Linked DNA regions of Mus musculus: region 2 is linked to region 1. A link is a contact called in public Hi-C data. All regions are on one chromosome and are shown on one strand. Each heading gives the region's core, a stretch centred on a gene start, on an enhancer-like site or on the middle of the called end of the contact. The rest is flanking DNA. Distances are from core to core; before and after follow the strand shown.

What was found. Hi-C and Micro-C count contacts between places; a contact is called where the count stands out from the background.
Region 2: a contact with region 1 is called in a Hi-C map of the N1E-115 cell line, with 9 times the contacts expected there. The contact joins the enhancer-like site here to the promoter of Unc5b in region 1. A contact is called at or near these places in 4 of 39 promoter capture datasets (HPC-7-derived erythroid cells, the SN4741 cell line, hippocampal neurons and 1 more), 1 of 15 datasets of contacts at CTCF or cohesin (the NIH/3T3 cell line), 9 of 484 Hi-C or Micro-C datasets (the CH12 cell line, the N1E-115 cell line, bone marrow-derived macrophages and 4 more), 6 of 115 datasets of contacts at active chromatin or transcription factors (double positive thymocytes, embryonic forebrain, embryonic stem cells and 2 more) and 2 of 9 other capture datasets (liver and pancreatic islet).

What each region holds. Positions count from the first base shown.
Region 1 is chr10:60,830,309-60,832,872 of GRCm38.p6, reverse strand. It overlaps Unc5b (unc-5 netrin receptor B), which reads left to right and starts at 1,292. Exons shown (of 17, transcript NM_029770.3): 1 at 1,292-1,786. The coding sequence starts at 1,708.
Region 2 is chr10:60,892,003-60,894,566 of GRCm38.p6, reverse strand. No RefSeq gene overlaps it. Among named protein-coding and RNA genes, the nearest start is that of Gm36750, 4.7 kb to the right of the region's middle. Within about 2 kb of position 1,291, at least 18 of the 459 cell types and tissues checked have an H3K27ac peak or open chromatin away from gene starts, as enhancers often do. A contact at or near this core is called in the N1E-115 cell line, where this site is marked.

The DNA.
Region 1 (2,564 bases), core at 43-2,542:
TGGGGCGTCACCTATAGCCACAGCCTTCTATAGATCTCCAGTCTTCATTTTGTGGAGTTGGGATAGAGGGGGTGTCGAGAAATCCCGCTTTCATTGCCTCCCTCTCCCCCAAACACAGCTAGCATGGATCTTCTTGCTTCTCTGCCCTCACACCACCAACCTCTTAGTCAGCAACTATGGCTCCCAAACCTTTCTTCTCCAATCTAGGAAAAACTTGGGAATACTAGGTTCTTTTGGATACCTCCCACCCTCCCACCCTTCTACCCTCCTACCCGACTTCAGAACCTGGCTAGGCTGCTCTCTTCCTGAAGAAGAGGGCTGATCCAGATCTGCAAAGAGGAAAAGCTTAGGAGGTCAGCAGATAAGGGGTAGGGGCTGCTTCTTTATAGCATTATGGAATTAGCCCGTTAGTGGGCTCCCACATGGAAGTGCTGTGAGCTTCCTGTGAGCGGATGCACAGACATCTCCCAAGTCTCCTCTGGTCACGTAAGCTTATGGGCCCACCTCTGGGTGACAAGGACTTCCTTCAAGAACCTTGGGAAGGGATGCCACCATTTGTGCCCCCACTTTCTACCTATTTCCCACATTCTGCTCCTCAACCCCTTATGAGACAGCTAACATCATTCTTCCCCATTTCACAGGTGACAGTGATGGAGACAGCTAAGCAGCTCCTTCAAGGTCACGCGCTTAAGGAGCAGAACCAGAACCAAGTTTGTGCTCGGAGCAAAACACAGCAGCAGGTTCCCTCCCCACACACGTCCTTTTATTCAATTGGACTGGTTCACCATATCCTAGGATGAGCCATCCTTCCGGATCCCACGTAAAGAGTTCTGTCCTGGGTCGAGGAGAAAAACAGAACCAATCACGATCCTAACTCATGCCCAAATATCCACAGCTGGAACTCCCCAACTACATCCCCCGCTCCACCAGGACTTGAGTGTTTGACATTTTTTCTTAAACACCCCCATCCCCTTTTGAGACCGAATCAAAAGCGAAAGCTGATTCACACCCAAGCTAAGAAGTGTACGAATGTTTATTTCCTTTATTTTTGGAAAGAAAATCCGGTAGACTCCGCCGCTTTCAGCGGACCGGTTTTCCGGTGCTTTGGATCCTGCGTTCTTCAAGGATCCCCTCTGATAAGGCCCCAACTCGGCCGCGCCTACACAGCGGTAGGGTACCCCCCCTCGCTGGGCCCCGTGGCTCCGCCCCCGTCCTCCAGGCCCCGCCTTCTATCGCGTGAGGCCCCGCCCCGGCCCGCTGACTCTAGGGCGAGCGCGCGGCGGCGCTGGGCATTGTGGCCGGCGGCAGGGCGGGCGAGGGCGCGGAGCCGCGGGGAGCGGCAGGGCGCAGAGGGAAGCACACACCCCACTCGGACAGACTTCGCGGCGCGGCCGCTACGAGCGCCGCTGAGCGCACTCCACTGGGATCGCACAACTTCGGAGCAGGGCGCGGACGGCGCTCGCAGCGGGAGAGCGCGGAAAGGGCGCACCAGAGCCGGGATCCCCAGCGGCGTCCGACTCCCGGAGCGCTCCTAGTCGCCGGGCGGCCTCCCGGCGCTGCGCGGTTGCCTCTGCGCCTACGGAGGGCACGGGCTGGCGCTGCCGGGCGCCTGCGAGAACGGCGAGGCGGCGGCGAAGGCGAAGGCGGCGAGGCTGGGGACCGGGAAAGAACCCCGAGGGAGAGGCGCCCGGGCCGGGGGACAGGAGCATGAGGGCCCGGAGCGGGGTGCGGAGCGCGCTGCTGCTGGCGCTGCTGCTTTGCTGGGATCCGACACCGAGCCTAGCAGGTAGGTGCGAGAGGGAGTGGAACACAGGGATGCGGTCCTGGCGCGTCTCAGCGTCCAACTGCAAGTTCGGGTGGTTCTTGGCGGAGTCACTGCGCTCCGAGAACGCCGTGGACGCGTCCAAGTTAAAAGGCAGCTTCGGTGCTCGGGAGAGGGGGCGACGCGTGGCCACCTGGGGTGCCACGTAAGCTCGAAGCTCCCTGCTCCTGCCTCCAAGGGATAGTTGCTTCCCGTGGAATGGGGTCTGATTCACTTCCAAGTGACCCCTGACTATCACGGAAAAACTGTCACTGCCAGGGCCAGGTGTGTGTTCTCTGCGGTTCGCCTGCAACTTAGGTCTGAGTACAGGCTCCCGCGGGCTGCACGCGCAGCATTCTGAGGGTCGCGGACAGAGAGCAGGATACTGCGGAACCCTGGAAGCGCTTCTTCTCGGCCTTTGGGGAGCCGAGGCCCGAAGGCTTTAAGCTACTGAAGGGGGAGGGGCCGACTCCTGTACACCGTGATCTCCGGAGGTGCGGCGCGGGCGGGTATGAAAAGGTTTCGTGGTTGGTGGATTGTTTGGGGGTGAGTGTTGGCAGAGAGTGGAGGGGCGTAATGTATCTCCTTTCGACTTTGCCTATTTTCAATAGGTTATTGGTATTCTCAGTGTCCAGGTGAGCTCGCCTCTGCACTGCACCTGGACCCAGTAAAGATGCTCTTAAGAGGGTTTGGTGGACTCCTAAGTTTATAAAGTCCCCGATTCTCCTCTCATCGCGAAGATGGAAGTGTCTTGCTGGCTCTG
Region 2 (2,564 bases), core at 42-2,541, 62 kb before region 1:
AGCTAGAGCTACCAGAAGTAGCAGAGTGTGGAGAGAAGTGGCTTCTCTGGGTCCCCTAGCCCCACCCAGAAGGCTAGACTCACACCGGAGTGAGCAGTCTCAAGAGAAACAGAATTGGTGGATCCATAGGCATGCTTTACCCTACGTGTTTTTAGTGTGTGTCTGCATTTGCACATGTATGTACAGATGTTTGTGTGTGTGTGAGTGTGCAGGCACTAGCCAGAGGTCAAGAGGAGCCCTCCTGAGACAAGGTCTCTCTCACTAGGATCCAGAGATCCCCAATTTTGGGCTAGGCTGGCTGGCTGGTGAGCCTCAGAAATCCTCCCATCTCCATCTTCACAGCTCTTGGATTACAAGGAGGACTGCCATTAAGAGGGGTTTTTGTTTGTTTTTTTTTTTTTACTATGTATTGGGGAACAAATCCAGGTCCCCATACTTGTGCGTACCTTGCCTGGGACCCAGCCTGCCTGCAGCCCCCTGCTAGTGCAAGCTCAGCAGGGAGGTGACTGTGAAGGGCCCAGCTCGGGCCTCTCAGCAAGTTACAGCAGAGCTGAGGGACCCACAGGCAGGGCTGCTGCTCTGGACAGGGGAAGGCTGCTCCTCCATCCTGGCTCACCCTCCCTTCCAGGGACTGTGATTGAGGCGTGTGGTTCCCTTGGAAACAGTGCTCCTTGTCTCCTGGGGTCAGAATCACTTAATCTGTAGTTATAGCAATTTCGATGCTAGTGGGGGGAGAGACCCCAGATACCCTGCACATCCCCACACCACCCGCCACGCTCCTCCTCCTCCTCCTCCTCCTCATCATCATCATCATCATCATTACCCCCTCATTCTCACACTCGGCTTCCCAGAGTGTGTGTATAGCGTGAGACAGCACACATGTACACACACACACACGCGCGCGCGCGTGTGTGTGTGTGTGTGTGTGTGTGTGTGTGTGTGCGTGAGAGAGAGGGAGAGAGAGAGAGAGAGAGAGAGAGAGAGCTTTCTCCCAAGCTCAGACAGCTGCTAATGACTCTGTTTTCTAGCCCCCAACTGAAAAGGGACAATCAAGTCCCCACCAATTACCTCTCTCGGTACGAGGTTTCCCTGAGAACCGGAGCCAGCACACCCTCACTTTTCAAAGGCTACGTTACAATCAGATTAGGAGTGGGAAGGAGGAAAGTGGCCAGGCAATCCATTTTCTTTGCTCTCCTCTGTTCAAGAGACTTCGATGTGTACAGGGTGTGCTGGAGCGTGACTCTGGACAGCATCGTCTTCTGTCAGCATCCCATGCCGTTCCTGAACTAGAAACCCTCCGAAGGGCTGCTGTCTGACTGAGCCCCACTGTGACTCCCTCTCACCCTGGGATCTAGTAGTTTGGTGCTGAATAAAAGAGTGCAAGGTCTCGAGAAGGCAAAGGTGAGCACCCACTCAGAGCAGAGATGACCCGATCCCCTCCCCCAGCTACACTCCAGTTCTGACTATGGAAACAGCTGGCACAGAGGAGGAAAAGGAGAGGCTGCTGAGTGTCGTGGGAGTTAGGAGGACCCAAGCACAGGGTGGGAGACGACACTGCCAACACCAGGAAGCAGATGTTGAAATAGATCCACAGTTTGAGGTTGAGCCAAGAAACTAAGGAAAAACACCTCCCCAAAACAGTAAATCACAGATAAAGGCCACAAAGGAGCTCGTGGCCACACTTGGAGCCCAGAATCCCGGGAAGCCTAACAGTAGCAGAGATTAGGAGGGGCAGAGAATGGGAGAGCCCTCAAGTCCTGCCCAGGGTCCTTGTCCATCAGAGAAGTCCAACATCCATCAGGAACCTGAGGAAGTATGGAATGATGAGGGTGGGGAATGGAGATGGGCGGGGAACGGAGGTGGAAATGGCTCTTTTCAAAACTGATGACACGGGCTGGTGAGATGGCTCGGTGGGTAAGAGCACCCGACTGCTCTTCCAAAGGTTGGAAGTTCAAATCCCAGCAACCACATGGTGGCTCATAACCATCCGTAACAAGATCTGACTCCCTCTTCTGGAGTGTCTGAGGACAGCTACAGTGTACTTACATATAATAAATAAATAAATTAATTAAAAAAAAAAAAAACTGATGACACAAACCTGTGTCCCTGTAGGGACATCAAGACTGTAGATTGGTTCAGCGGTGCCCTGCCCACAGGCTCACCAGCCTGACTGTGTAACACCTTCCAGGCGGTGGGTCTGAGTGCCTTTCACATCAGCCTCTAAGACAACATGAGGCTACTCCATCGTTTTGTGTAGGGCAGGGCAGGAATGCGTGTGGGGGTGGGGTGAGTGTACCCATGTGTGCATAGGTTTCCACATAAGGCCAGAGGACATCCTCGGTTGCCGTTCTTCAGACACTAGCCACCTCCTTTCTGAAATAGGGTCGTTCACTGTCCTGGAACTCATCACGTAGGTTAGGCTGGCTGGCCAGTGGGCCCCAGGGACACCTCTCTCCATCTCCCCTGGAGTGGGGTTAGAAACACGGACCACCGTGTCTGGCTCTTCCATGATGAGTTTGGAGGAATTGGACTCAGGTCCTCCTGCTTGCAAGGCAAGCACTTTA